Linked DNA regions of Sus scrofa: region 1 is linked to region 2. The links are chromatin contacts, called in public Hi-C maps. All regions are on one chromosome and are shown on one strand. Each heading gives the region's core, a stretch centred on a gene start, on an enhancer-like site or on the middle of the called end of the contact. The rest is flanking DNA. Distances are from core to core; before and after follow the strand shown.

Region 1 (5,938 bases), core at 1,414-3,913, 130 kb after region 2:
GGTGAAGCGATAAGAACTATGAAAAGTAGATACAGGAGTTCCCGTCGTGGCTCAGTGGTTATCGAATCCAACTAGGAACCATGAGGTTGCAGGTTCGATCCCTGGCCTTGCTCAGTGGGTTAAGGATCTGGCGTTGCTGTGAGCTGTGGTGTAGGTTGCAGACGCGGCTCAGATCCCACGTTGCTGTGGCTCTGGCGTAGGCTGGCGGCTACAGCTCCGATTCAACCCCTAGCCTGGGAACCTCCATATGCTGTGGGAGCGGCCCAAGAAATGGCAAAAAGACAAAAAAAAAAAAAAGTAGATGCAAGGAGTTCCCGTCATGGCTCAGTGGTTAACGAACCCATCTAGCACCCTGAGGATGCGAGTTCGATCCCTGGCCTCGCTCAGTGGGTTGAGGATTTGGCGTTGCCATGAGCTGTGGTGTAGGTCACTGACACGGCTCGGATCCCGTGTTGCTATGGCTGTGGTGTAGGCCAGCGGCTACAGGTCTGATTGGACCCCTAGCCTAGGAACCTCCATATGCCACAGGTGTGGGCCTAAGAAAAAAAAAGAAAAAAAAATACCAATTAAAAAAAAAGTAGATGGAGTTCCCATCATGGTGCAGTGGTTAACGAATCCGACTAGGAACCATGAGTTGCGGGTTCGGTCCCTGCCTTGCTCAGTGGGTTAAGGATCCGGCGTTGCCGTAAGCTGTGGTGTAGGTTGCAGACGCGGCTCGGATCCTGCATTGCTGTGCCTCTGGCGTAGGCCAGTGGCTACAGCTCCGATTGGACCCCTAGCCTGGGAACCTCCATATGCCGCTGGAGCGGCCCAAAAAATAGCAAAAAGACAAAAAAAAAAAATAGATATAAGAACTACGAAAATATAGCCATCATAGAATAAGCCTTTAGTGTAGGGTGAAACAAGACTTGGGATTTTCTCTGTATTACAACCAGGGATCATGATGGACACTTGCAACCACAGCTCTGAGTCATAAGAACTCACATGTTCTATAACCTCTGATTAAGAAGGCAGGAAAGTGTGTAATATCCACTAGTGATTTCCATCCCAAATATCTCTTTTTAAGGTCTCAGATATGAATGTCTGGAAAACTAGCATGAAATGGTTCATTCTTAGAAGATGACAGAAGTATGACATATTACTGGTTTCTCTGTAGTTTTCGCAAAACCCACCTCCAAATTCCAAGGAGATCTGGAATATGTATTCACTCTCTCTGGAAACATAGCTGAAGGAAATGTCCCCAGCCTTCCAGACAGTCCACACACAATAATTTAAAAAAAAAAAAAAGATTTAGCTCTTACAAAGCACCTGCCTCCAACACGTGAAGCATGTTATATGCAGACTCCACATTAATCCTCAACAGCTCCACTAGGTGAAAGCTGTGCTCCCCTTAGACGGGAAACTGAGGCTCAATGAGAAAATTTGAGCAAGGTCAAGTTAACATGTGAGAAAAAACCCTCAGCCACCTTCACCCCACATGCCACCAGCCAGTCCCCTTCAACTCATCCCCTCTAACAGGAGGTCCAACAGGTGGCCAGTCCTATTCAAACCCCCCATTTGAGGAGTTCCCATTGTGGCTCATCAGGTTAAGAACCTGACTAGTATCCATGAAGATGTGGGTTTCATCCCTGACCTCGCTCAGTGGGTTAAGGATCTGGCGTTGCCGCAAGCTGTGGCATAGGTCACAAATGTGCCTTGGATCTGGCATTGCTGTGGCTGTGGCTGTGCCAGCAGCTGCAATTCTGATTCCACCTCCAGCCTGGGAACTTCCATATGCCATGGGTGCGGCCCTAAAAAAAAAAAAAAAAACAACCTTTGCAAGGGCCTGCACCTGCCTTGCCCAAGGCCGGAGCAGCACAGAGAGGCCTCATCCCATGCCTCTGAGGGGCAGGGAGGGTGGAGTGAGGTGCCAGCCTATGCCAACTAGGGAAGGAAGGGGCAGCCTCCAGGCCACCCATTTACCAGCTTCCAGGGTCAGGAGCTCAGAAAGTGGGGAGGGTGCCTGGGGAATTAGGAGATCACTTCCAAGATGAGCACTGCCTGTCACAGGCTGGCATGTCCTCTCCCCACAGACTGTGTTCACCATACCACACCTTTGCCAGCAGTGTGGGCAGAGCCCAGTCCTCTCCTGGATGCCGCAGGGAGTGGGAGTTGTACAGGTGACATACAGAGGGAAGAGGTGACAGGGATAGAGGTCAAAGAACTCATTTGTTTGTCCTTGACAGCCATCTGTCAAGGGCCTCTAGAGGCCTCGTATGGCCTGCCCTGGATTCTGGTACAGCTGAGAGCTCCTGGGGCAAAGGTGGAACTATAGAGTTGTGAATCTAGTCCCCAAGGGACCAGAGTTTTCAGCCGTCTGTGACCCCCAGCCCAGGACCCAGCCAACTGTCAAACAATGACCCAGGGGATGAAGAGGGCTAGAGAATCAATTCATTTCAGCACCCAGCTACCGTGAAGCGCCTACTGCGCGCGAAGGTCCGTGCCGTTGGAGTGGATGATGAAAAGGGGCCTGGGGAGAGGTAGGGTTTGCTGGAAGGCGGACAGAATGCAGAGGATGACCCGGAGCGGAGGGTACCCCACCACCGAGCATCCCCATCCACCGCGCGCAGAGGAGCCGCGCGCTCCAGGGACCGGCGCGCGCGCTCCGGGCCGGCGCCGCACGCGCACGCGCACCCGCAGCCGCTCCCCCGCCCGTGCGGCTCCGGCTCCCGCGCGCGCGCACTTGAGGCCTCCCTTGTGCGTCTCCTCCATTCGCTACGTGCAGAATGGTCCGTCGGCAGCAGCTGCAGCGCCGGGTGGGAGGGGGAGGAGGAGGGGAGGGGGAGGCGGCGCCCAGGTCTGGAGGAGGGGCCGTGGCGGGACGGGACGCCGAGGGCTGGGGGAGAGGGGCTGCGAGGGGACCCTGGGTGGGCGCCACGCTCTCCCCCTCCCCCCCTCGCCGTCGCTCCCTACTTCAAGGCCATTCCGGCCAGCCCCCTGTTCCCTCCCTGGACGTCTCGGAACCTAGCCGACCAAGAGGGTTTTTCTCCGTGTTGTCCTTTCCCCCAAAACCCAAAACCCAAACCCAAGAAAGAACCACTCCTGCTGTCCCCGCTCCCCTCTTCCCCTTCCAGTACCATTCCCAGGCTTTTGTGTGAGTGAGATGACCCACAGCCAGTGCTTCTCCATTCCGCCTTTCATGGGGTGGGGTCCCTAAGAGGTACTGTAGCCTCATCCTCCTCTCTCTTACCACCCTCCCGGAGGAAGGGAGATGGACAGGATGGACGCTGGAGTCTATTTCCCAGGGTTTCCACAGGGGTAAGCCCAGCGTCTCATACACGCACTCGAAGAGGGCGGCAGAAAGGTCTGATGGCCCCGAAGAACAGGCTGCTCTATGTCCAAAGGACTGAATATTAGGAGGATCCCCCCTGGACTGGCATGAATTCACTGGCCTTACGGGGCTGTGTCCTATACACCTGTGTGTAAAGAGCTCCCCAAGAATGCAGTGATTAGAAGCCACCAAAGGATGGATGATATATCTCTGGAAGATCCCAGACAGACCAGCCCCCCGGTGCTGCCAGGAATCCAGATGTGGCCCAGATGTCCACAGCAGCTCCTCCCACAGGGTGGGACACCAGCTATTCTATACAGCCCCTCCCAACACTTCTCTCAGGGTCAGGGGAGGAAAGCTGGCGACCTCCAGTGCCCCGTCCTCATTTGGGCTGCTGGGAGGGGGCAGCGCCTTCATCCTCTGCCCTCCAGGGGCCACCTGGGTTCACGTCCAAGGCAGCCACCTGGGTTCAACATGTGGTCCAATCTCTAGCCCTCTGCTGACAGGTTAAGTCTAGATCGCCAGGAAGAAAGGCGTCCTGGGTCAGTTTCCTTTCACACAATCGGACCCATGAGCCTGGGTTTTGCACAGTGCCTCGATCCAGGGAAGCGGATTCGCTCCCTCCCCGGTACCTCCGGCTTTTGGGAGGCGCCCTCTGCTGGCCACTGGGAACTGATGGAAATGTATTTGCATTTGCTGCTGCACTCATGGATCTGGAAAAGGGGACAAAAACTCAGAGAAACAAATGAAAACCAGGAGCCAAGGAAGAGTGGTGGCTGGGCTGGCCCCAAGTAAGGGAGACATGCTGAAGAGTTTTGAGCCAGCTTTCAGGGACAGGGGAAGGCAACCAAGCTGGAAGATGGGGGCTCAGGACACCCAGGGATAGCCCTGCCTGGGTCCAGGAGTCCCTGCCCCTGCCCCGATGGCTCACACTCCCTCGGATTCTGACAGCTGCTGTGCCCTGCCAGGGGGCCGTCCCTTGTCCCAAACCGCCAGCCTCTGTTGGGGTGGTGGGCTGGGAGAAACAGCTGGGGCCGGAAGCCCTGAACCTTCTATTCATGGCCTGGCTTCCTCAGGACTGGGAGACAAGGTGACCCACCAGAGGAGTTTGCAATTGACAAATCCACCCCCACCCCACATACACAGATCTCAAGCTTGGCAGGGCTCGAGGTGGGGTACAGGCCTGAGTCACAGCCTGGTGTAGTACTGCCCTGTCTCAGGAAAGGCCAGCTTGCCAAGAGGTGAGACCCAGGTCAACAGCCCATCACCCGGCCTCTGGCCACCAGGCAACCTCCCCATCACGTCTCACACGCGGGGCCAGGTGGTGCCAGGGCGGTATCGGGGCGTTGCAGGCCATGCTAACGCTGGGGCCTGGGCCTCAGGGCCACGCAGGGCGGAAGGAAAAGAATGAAGGGGTTCTCGCTGCAGCAGGAGGAGCTGGGTTAGAGAGAGGAGAGGCTGGGTGGACCCCCCCAACCCACCCCCACCCCAGGCATCCAGAGTCTCTCCCAGTCTGTTGGATAAGGGAACAGCAGGTGCCACCAAGCTACTAGAACCTGCCCCTCAAGTCTCCAGCTTAAGAGAGTCGCCCTTGGGGCCTTAGCATCTGCACGGACCCTGCTCCCAGCCTTCCGAGGCCCCACAAGGGCTCAGACGCTAAGGAAGGCAGGGGGGCTGAAGGCCAAGACCACTCCCAGAAGTAAATGGCTCTGGGGCTTCCTCTTCCCACCTCCCTCGGCTCTACTCATTGATTCACTGACTTCCACCTTATTGGCCAGGCTCCCTTCCAGACCAGCCAGGGTGAAGAGGACTCCCAGGGGGCGGGCACGGAGGCCCAGGAGGGAACAGAAAGCATGGTGCTTTAATTAGAGGTAATTGGTTAATTTACTCTGAAAGCCATGGGGGAAGGGAGGGGATCGAGCCTATGGCCTAATAGGGCTCAGACTCTCAAACGGGTGAGTCTTTCCAGACCAGAGCTGACCTAAGTGAACCCACCCACCTTGGGACACCCACTCTTTGGCCGGGTCAGAGCAAGGCCCAGAGCAGACTGGGGTGGCCCTGCAGGAAAAAAAGCCCGTGCCTGTTGAGGTGAGGCAGGTGGGAGCTGGCGTGAGGACTGGGGACGTGCAGGGGGGTCTTCTCCGCTCCTCTCCTCATACATCCCTGCCTCCCAAAGCCATTGTCCCAACCACCAATCCCCGCCCACCCACCCGGCCAAGTTAGGGGCCCATCCCCCTCCTGCGCTCCGTGACCTCCCAGGGCTGCCCATCCTAAGGGCCCTCCCAGGGCTGCCTCTTGCTTCGGGAAACCATTGGGATGACCTGGGAAAGGGACGCCGGAGGGTAGACCCCCCGCGAGGCCCCAGGGGGCGTGTCTCGGGCCGGCGGCGCGGGGGGGGACTCTGGCCGGCAGCCTCCCGCGCCCCGTCCCGAAGCAGCTGACCCGCTTGGCCGCCAGCCAGGTCGCGGCGGGGCCGGGAGGCAGCAACGTGCGGCGCGGCATGTCGCGGGCGCAGCGGCAGGGAAACGTGGGGGCGGGCCGGCGCGCCGCCCCCCACACCCCGCCCCACGCGGGCCCATTCATAAATCCCGCAGACGCTGCCCGGGCCTGGCAGCCGCGGTTCCTAAT
Region 2 (6,027 bases), core at 2,906-5,405:
CATCATGGCTCAGCGTAACGAAGCTGACTAGTATCCATGAGGACGCAGGTTCGATCCCTGGCACCGCCCACCCCACTCGCCTCCTCACCACCCCCCGTCCTGCTGTTCTCTAGAAGGGAGCGGGGTGGGGGACCTTGCTCTGTCCCAGGCCCTGTGCTGAGTGGACTCCTACCCCAGAGGTGCTTTTTCCCCTGGGCTTGTCTAACTCAGGAGTCAAAAATGTGCATGGGGGCGTTCCCGTCGTGGCGCAGTGGTTAACGAATCCGACTAGGAACCATGAGGTTGCGGGTTCGGTCCCTGCCCTTGCTCAGTGGGTTAACGATCCGGCGTTGCCGTGAGCTGTGGTGTAGGTCGCAGACGCGGCTCGGATCCTGCGTTGCTGTGGCTGTGGTGTAGGCCGGTGGCTGCAGCTCCAGTTCGACCCCTAGCCTGGGAACCTCCATATGCCGCGGGAGCGGCCCAAGAAATAGCAACAACAAAAAAGACAAAAAAAAAAAAAAAAAAAAAAAAAAAAATGTGCATGGATGATTATCAGTCCAAGGGCAAAGTGAGCTGTGCCCAGGTGAGAGGTATGGTTCCTGGGCATTCAAGATCAGAGGAGAGAGGCCACCCAGCTATGAAGGGTGGTGAATTTGCAGAACATTTTGCTCTTTTGCAGCTTTCTTGCCCCAGGAGCCAGGGCCTCCCAGGAGCCGGCAGGCAGAGGCAGCATTGCTGGCCAGAGAGGGAGCCAAGGCCTCGAGTGAGCAGGGCTGGGAGCAGGACCCCACTCTGAGCCTCCTCCACCAGAGCAGGAGGCTTGAGCTCTGGAAAGCTCTGTGGATCTTCCAGATCTGTTTTCTGCAGGGGGGTGGGGGGGGGGGCTGTGTTTGGCCTGGGGGTGGAGGCTGGGCCTGGCCCCGCTAGCAGCCCCTCTCCCCTGGTGGCCCACCTGGCCCAGAGATGAAGACTGAGCAGCAGGTGGCCACACAGGTGCAGAAGCAGCACACACCTGGGGGCCACAGCTACCTCCACTCTCCTGCAGCACAGCCAGGGACCGTGGGGGCCAGGGGTCACTCAGTCTCGCCAGCTCTCAACTCATATTCCCTCAACCCCAGGACCTCAGCCTTTCCTCTGAAGGGTGGGACCAGAGTTTGACATGCTCAGCTGGGGTCTCTTGGGAGATGGTGGGTCTTGGGCTAAACCCCTCTGCTTAGATGCTCCAGGGCAGTGGCGGGTAGGGGCAGGTTCTGGGTTGGGGTCCTGCGGGCCTTCCACTCCATCCCAGGAAGTGTCCCCAGATACATCCTTTGACCTCTGGGAGTCCAGTCCCCCAGGATCTGGTCCCTTCTACTTCTCTGGCCTCATTTGCCACTGTTCCCTCCCTCATCCCTTCCACACCTTTGCTGCTCCTCCAACAAGCTAGCTCTGCAAGCACCCCAGGGCCTTTGCACATGCTTTTCCCACTCTCAGAATGTTTTCCCCTCATTTTGCACACGGATCCCTCTTTCAGATCTTTACTCCAGCATTACCTTCTCAGTGTGGCCTTTTCTCTATTGCGTCACCCCCTTACTCCCATACCCCATCCGTCCTCCCTCTTCATTCTCCTTCAGAGGACTTACCACCTTCTAAGATATTTCTTTTGTTCCAGGTTTTCGCCCTCCACTAGAATGCCAGCTCCATGAGGTCAAGGGCCTCTGTCACTTTTTGTTTTGCTTTGTTTTGTTTTTTGTCTTTTTGTCTTTTCTAGGGCCGCACACACGGCATATGGAAGTTCCCAGGCTAGGGGTCTCATCGGAGCTGTAGCCGAAGGGCCTCTGTCGCTTTGGCTCATGGCTGTCTCTCTTGGGCCTGGAAGAGGGCTTGGCACATAGTGAGTACTCAGTAAATCTGTTGAGCAAGAAAGGGAGGGGACACCCAGAGAGCAACATGCCCCAAAGAGACCTCAGCACCGTTGGGGTGGCAAGAGTCCAGCAAGTCCTGCTAAGAGCTGACCTGCAGCCGGGGGCACAGGAGTGGAATGGTGCTAAGGGAAGAGCCGATGGGGTCCTGCCCCTTGTGCCCTCAGTGCCACTTCATTCTGGTGGCAGCTTGGCGTGTCTGTGTTAGGGGCTGAGAGCAAGCATCTCCCTAGACCCAACTCACATCTCATCTCTAAAGGAAGCCCACCCTGGTTAGCGCCACCTGACCTTGGCTGGCTTTCCCCTCAGCCTTTTGGCCTCAGCTTGAGGAGGTGCCCCTGTGTGAAGCAGAGAGGAATGCAGTGAGGAGAAGGGAAGCTGCCTACCTGGCAGCCACTCTGTGCCAGGCACGTTCCATGCATTTTTCCCTCCACAGCAGCCCATTTTACAGATGAAGAAACTGAGGCCCAGAGTGATGCTAGAACCTGCCCAGAGTCACAGAACTAGTAAAAGAGGGAGCAGAACTCACACCCAGAGCTCTGACCCCTGTCTTTCCACCTGTCCCGGGGATTGTGGAATGGACTCCACAAGCCCAGGGGGAAGTGTGGAATTTGGGGTTCTGCCGAGGGGTCCCTGCAGGGCAGGCCTGGGTGCTGGGGTGGGCTGAGGAGGCCTGGGCCCCCACATAAGCTGCCGACACTCTGGCTCAGCTGTAGGGTGAGTCCCTCACCCTGGGTGGGCAGCAGGAGCGCCTCAAGGCCATCTCTGGGGTCAGGGCTGGCTTGCTTAGCTCCCGCTGGCTGCCAGCTCCCTCTGCTGGACCCAGCCCCAAGGACGCGCTCAGACACGGGGACGCCGCTGTCTGTCTGCACTTAGGCTCTGGCAGCCCCTCCCTATCGCATGTGGCCCGTCACATGCAGGGCACCTGCCGGGTCCTCCCCGTGTCTGGGCAACAGATCCTCCAAAGGAGCTGCTCTGGGTGACCTGGGAGCCTTACACTAGAGGAGAGAACAGGGAAGGGGGTTCCAATCCCAGCCACCACCATGCTTAGCTCAGACACGGCTGCTGTCTCTGTCAGCGGGGACCGTCTCCTCCATCACAGTCAGGGGCTCCCCGAGAACAGGGACCATCTCTCCCATCAGACTGGAAACTCCCTAAGGGCGAGGGCTCTGTCATCGCCCTCAGACTGGGAGCTGCCTGCAGGCAGGGGGCATCTCCCCATTCAGACTGAGAGTTCCTGAACTGCGGCGCTGCTCACCTGTGATGTAAACCCACCTTCACCCCCGAGGGACCCCGGGACACCTTCTCAGCAGCCCAGTCCCTCCTAGACCCCGGGCACCTGTCCCTGCCACGCCCACCACGTCATAGGCTCCCCTTCCCCACCTTTGGGGCTGAGTGAGGCTACACAGTGGCATCCTGACCTCAGCAGCCCGAGAGTCAGTGCAGCGAGCAGCCTAAGAGCCAGGGATGGGACGTGACTGCCCCCTGAACTCAGCTGTGGGCTTGGCCATGAGGAAAGTGATACTTCGGGGAGGTGGAGTGACCAATGACATCAGCCTACGTGACTGTCAGCCCAGCTTTCCCCTCTTCCCTCCACCCCTCCCACCCGCAGTGCTTGCATACTGACCTTCAGCTCATGGGCACAGGCCTCTCTACGTGCCCACCCCAAGGACGGGGCAGTACCCAGGGGGAGGGACTGTTCTCTGACTCCTTGTCTTCTAAGTAAGTACCCGGGGGCCCAAGGAGGCCGCAGGTCCCAGCCCTCTCCAGCCTGGGCATCTGGGGCAGGAGCCAGTCGCTTCCAGGGTGACCCACCCCCACCTTGCTGGCAGCCCTGACCTGAGAGAATTGAACGTTCTCTTGGCTCTGCTAGATCTCCTTCCTGAGTGCCTGGCAGGCTTCTGATGGCTGGAAGCCAGCATGGAGGGCACCTGGCTCCCCACCCCAGGCCTGCTGACAGAGCAGCCAGGCCTGCATCCCTGCATGGCCGGCTGTCCTAGGGAGTCAAGTTCAACTACCTTGGATGACCACCACTGGCCCCTGAGATGCCTTCCAGAGAATCCAGTTGCTGCAACAGCTCTTCTCAGGTGTCCCCTAGACCCCACCCAAGGGATGCCCGATCCAGAGCTCACCATCCAGACGGAGCCCCCAGCCAGGGCAGACCAGGTAGAGATGCCCAAAAGTAGACCAGCCATTGCCACATTTATTGCACTGTGCACCCTTATCAAGAAATATGATCAGAGCATGTGCTCAGCTAAAGTCTATTTCTTTCTAATTACGTCTGTTAAGGCCAATGACACAGCTGGCCTGAGGTAGCATACTAGTTGGGGCAAGTGACAAATCAGCAGAACTACAAAACATTTCACAGGGATATCCAGGAACAAGAAAGCTATAGGGAGCCTAGATAAGCTCCCATGCATCTCTAGGGTTGTGGGAAGTTGCATGAACCCTAAGAGGAGACTGGAGGGGGCTTCAGCTATCTGCCCATCCCTGGCTAAACACACAGGGAGTAAGAGTTGAGACAGATAGGTGAACTGCCTAATTTTTTTCTTTTTCTTCTTTTTGCTTTTTTAGGTCCATACCCACGGCAGGTGGAGGTTCCCAGGCTAGGAGTTGAATCAGAGCTAACAGCTACCAGCCTACACCACAGCCACAGCCACGCGGGATCCGAGCCACGTCTGCAACCTCCACCACAGCTCACGGCCTCGCTGAATCCTTAACCCACTGAGCCACCACGGGAACTCCTAAACTGCCTAAATCTTCTTTTTTTTTTTTTTTTTTCTTTTTGGCTTTTTGCCATTTCTAGGGCTGCTCCTGCGGCATATGGACATCCCCAGACTACGGGTCTAATCGGAGCTGTAGCCGCTGGCCTACGCCAGAGCCATAGCAACGCGGGATCCGAGCCGCGTCTGTAACCTACACCACAGCTCACGGCAACGCCAGATCCTTAACCCACTGAGGAAGGCCAGGGATTGAACCTGCAACCTCATGGTTCCTAGTCGGATTCACCAACCACTGAGCCACGATGGGAACTCCATAAACTGCCTAAATCTTGAATGTGTTCCCCAACCTGTACACAGACGCCTTGGATCCTAAATGGATCAAGGTATTTAAGCACAATTTCTGACCAATATATACACATACACACACACACACAATATCAATAAAGAGACAAAATATATACATAAAGAAATTCTGGAGTTGAAAAGTAAAATAGCTGAAATAAAAATTCACTAGAGGGTTTCAGTAGCATCTTTTGAGCTGGGAGATTAAAGAATCGGCAATAGAGCAACAGAGATTATTCAGTCTAAAGAACAGAAAGAAACAAAGAATAAAGAAAAATTAACAGAGGCTCAGATACCTGCAGAACATCACTGAACATAAAATGTGCACTTAATGGCGTTCTGGAGAAGAGGAGAGAAAGGCAGAAAAATATTTGAGGAAATAATGGTTCCCAAATTCCCAAAGTTGGTGAAAAATATTATTTTACACATTCAAACACAGCTCAAGTGGCAGTAATAAAAAAAGATCCATAGGCATCACACTGAAACTGTTGAAAGACAGAAGCAGAGAAAATCCTGAAAGTAGCAAGAGGAAAAAGATACATCATACAAGGGAACCACAATAAAATTAACAGCTGATTTTGTGCCAGTAAAAGAATAGAGACCAAAAGGAGGGAGATGGCATACTCAAAGTGCTGAAAGAGGGAGTTCCTGTCGTGGCGCAGGGGTTAACAAATCCGACTAAGAACCATGAGGTTGCAGGTTCGATCCCTGGCCTTGCTCAGTGGGTTAAGGATCTGGCATTGCTGTGAGCTGTGGTGTAGGTTGCAGACGCGGCTCGGATCCCACGTTGCTGTGGCTCTGGTGTAGGCTGGCAGCTACAGATCCGATTAGACCCTCAGCCTGGGAACCTCCATGTGCCGCAGGAAGTGGCCCTAGAAAAGGCAAAAAAAAAAAAAAAAAGACAAAGTGCTGAAAGAAAAAAAATCCTGTCAGTGAAGAAGTCTGTCCAATAAAAGTATCCTTCAAAAATGAAGGTGAAATAAGAAACTCCCAGACAAAGAGTGGGAATTTGTTGCTAACAGGCATGCCTTATAAAAAATACCTGAAGTCCTTCAGGGTAAAAAGAAATGACACCAGACAGT

Evidence for each region. A called contact is a pair of places that touch in the nucleus more often than the background predicts.
Region 1: a contact with region 2 is called in a Hi-C map of heart right ventricle, with 14 times the contacts expected there. The contact joins two enhancer-like sites. A contact is called at or near these places in 2 of 47 Hi-C or Micro-C datasets (heart right ventricle and psoas muscle) and 2 of 2 datasets of contacts at active chromatin or transcription factors (alveolar macrophages and skeletal muscle).

Annotation. Positions count from the first base shown.
Region 1 is chr7:39,076,513-39,082,450 of Sscrofa11.1, forward strand. No RefSeq gene overlaps it. Among named protein-coding and RNA genes, the nearest start is that of TMEM63B, 58 kb to the right of the region's middle. Within about 2 kb of position 2,664, at least 37 of the 83 cell types and tissues checked have an H3K27ac peak or open chromatin away from gene starts, as enhancers often do.
Region 2 is chr7:38,944,551-38,950,577 of Sscrofa11.1, forward strand. No RefSeq gene overlaps it. Among named protein-coding and RNA genes, the nearest start is that of C7H6orf223, 46 kb to the right of the region's middle. Within about 2 kb of position 4,156, at least 8 of the 83 cell types and tissues checked have an H3K27ac peak or open chromatin away from gene starts, as enhancers often do.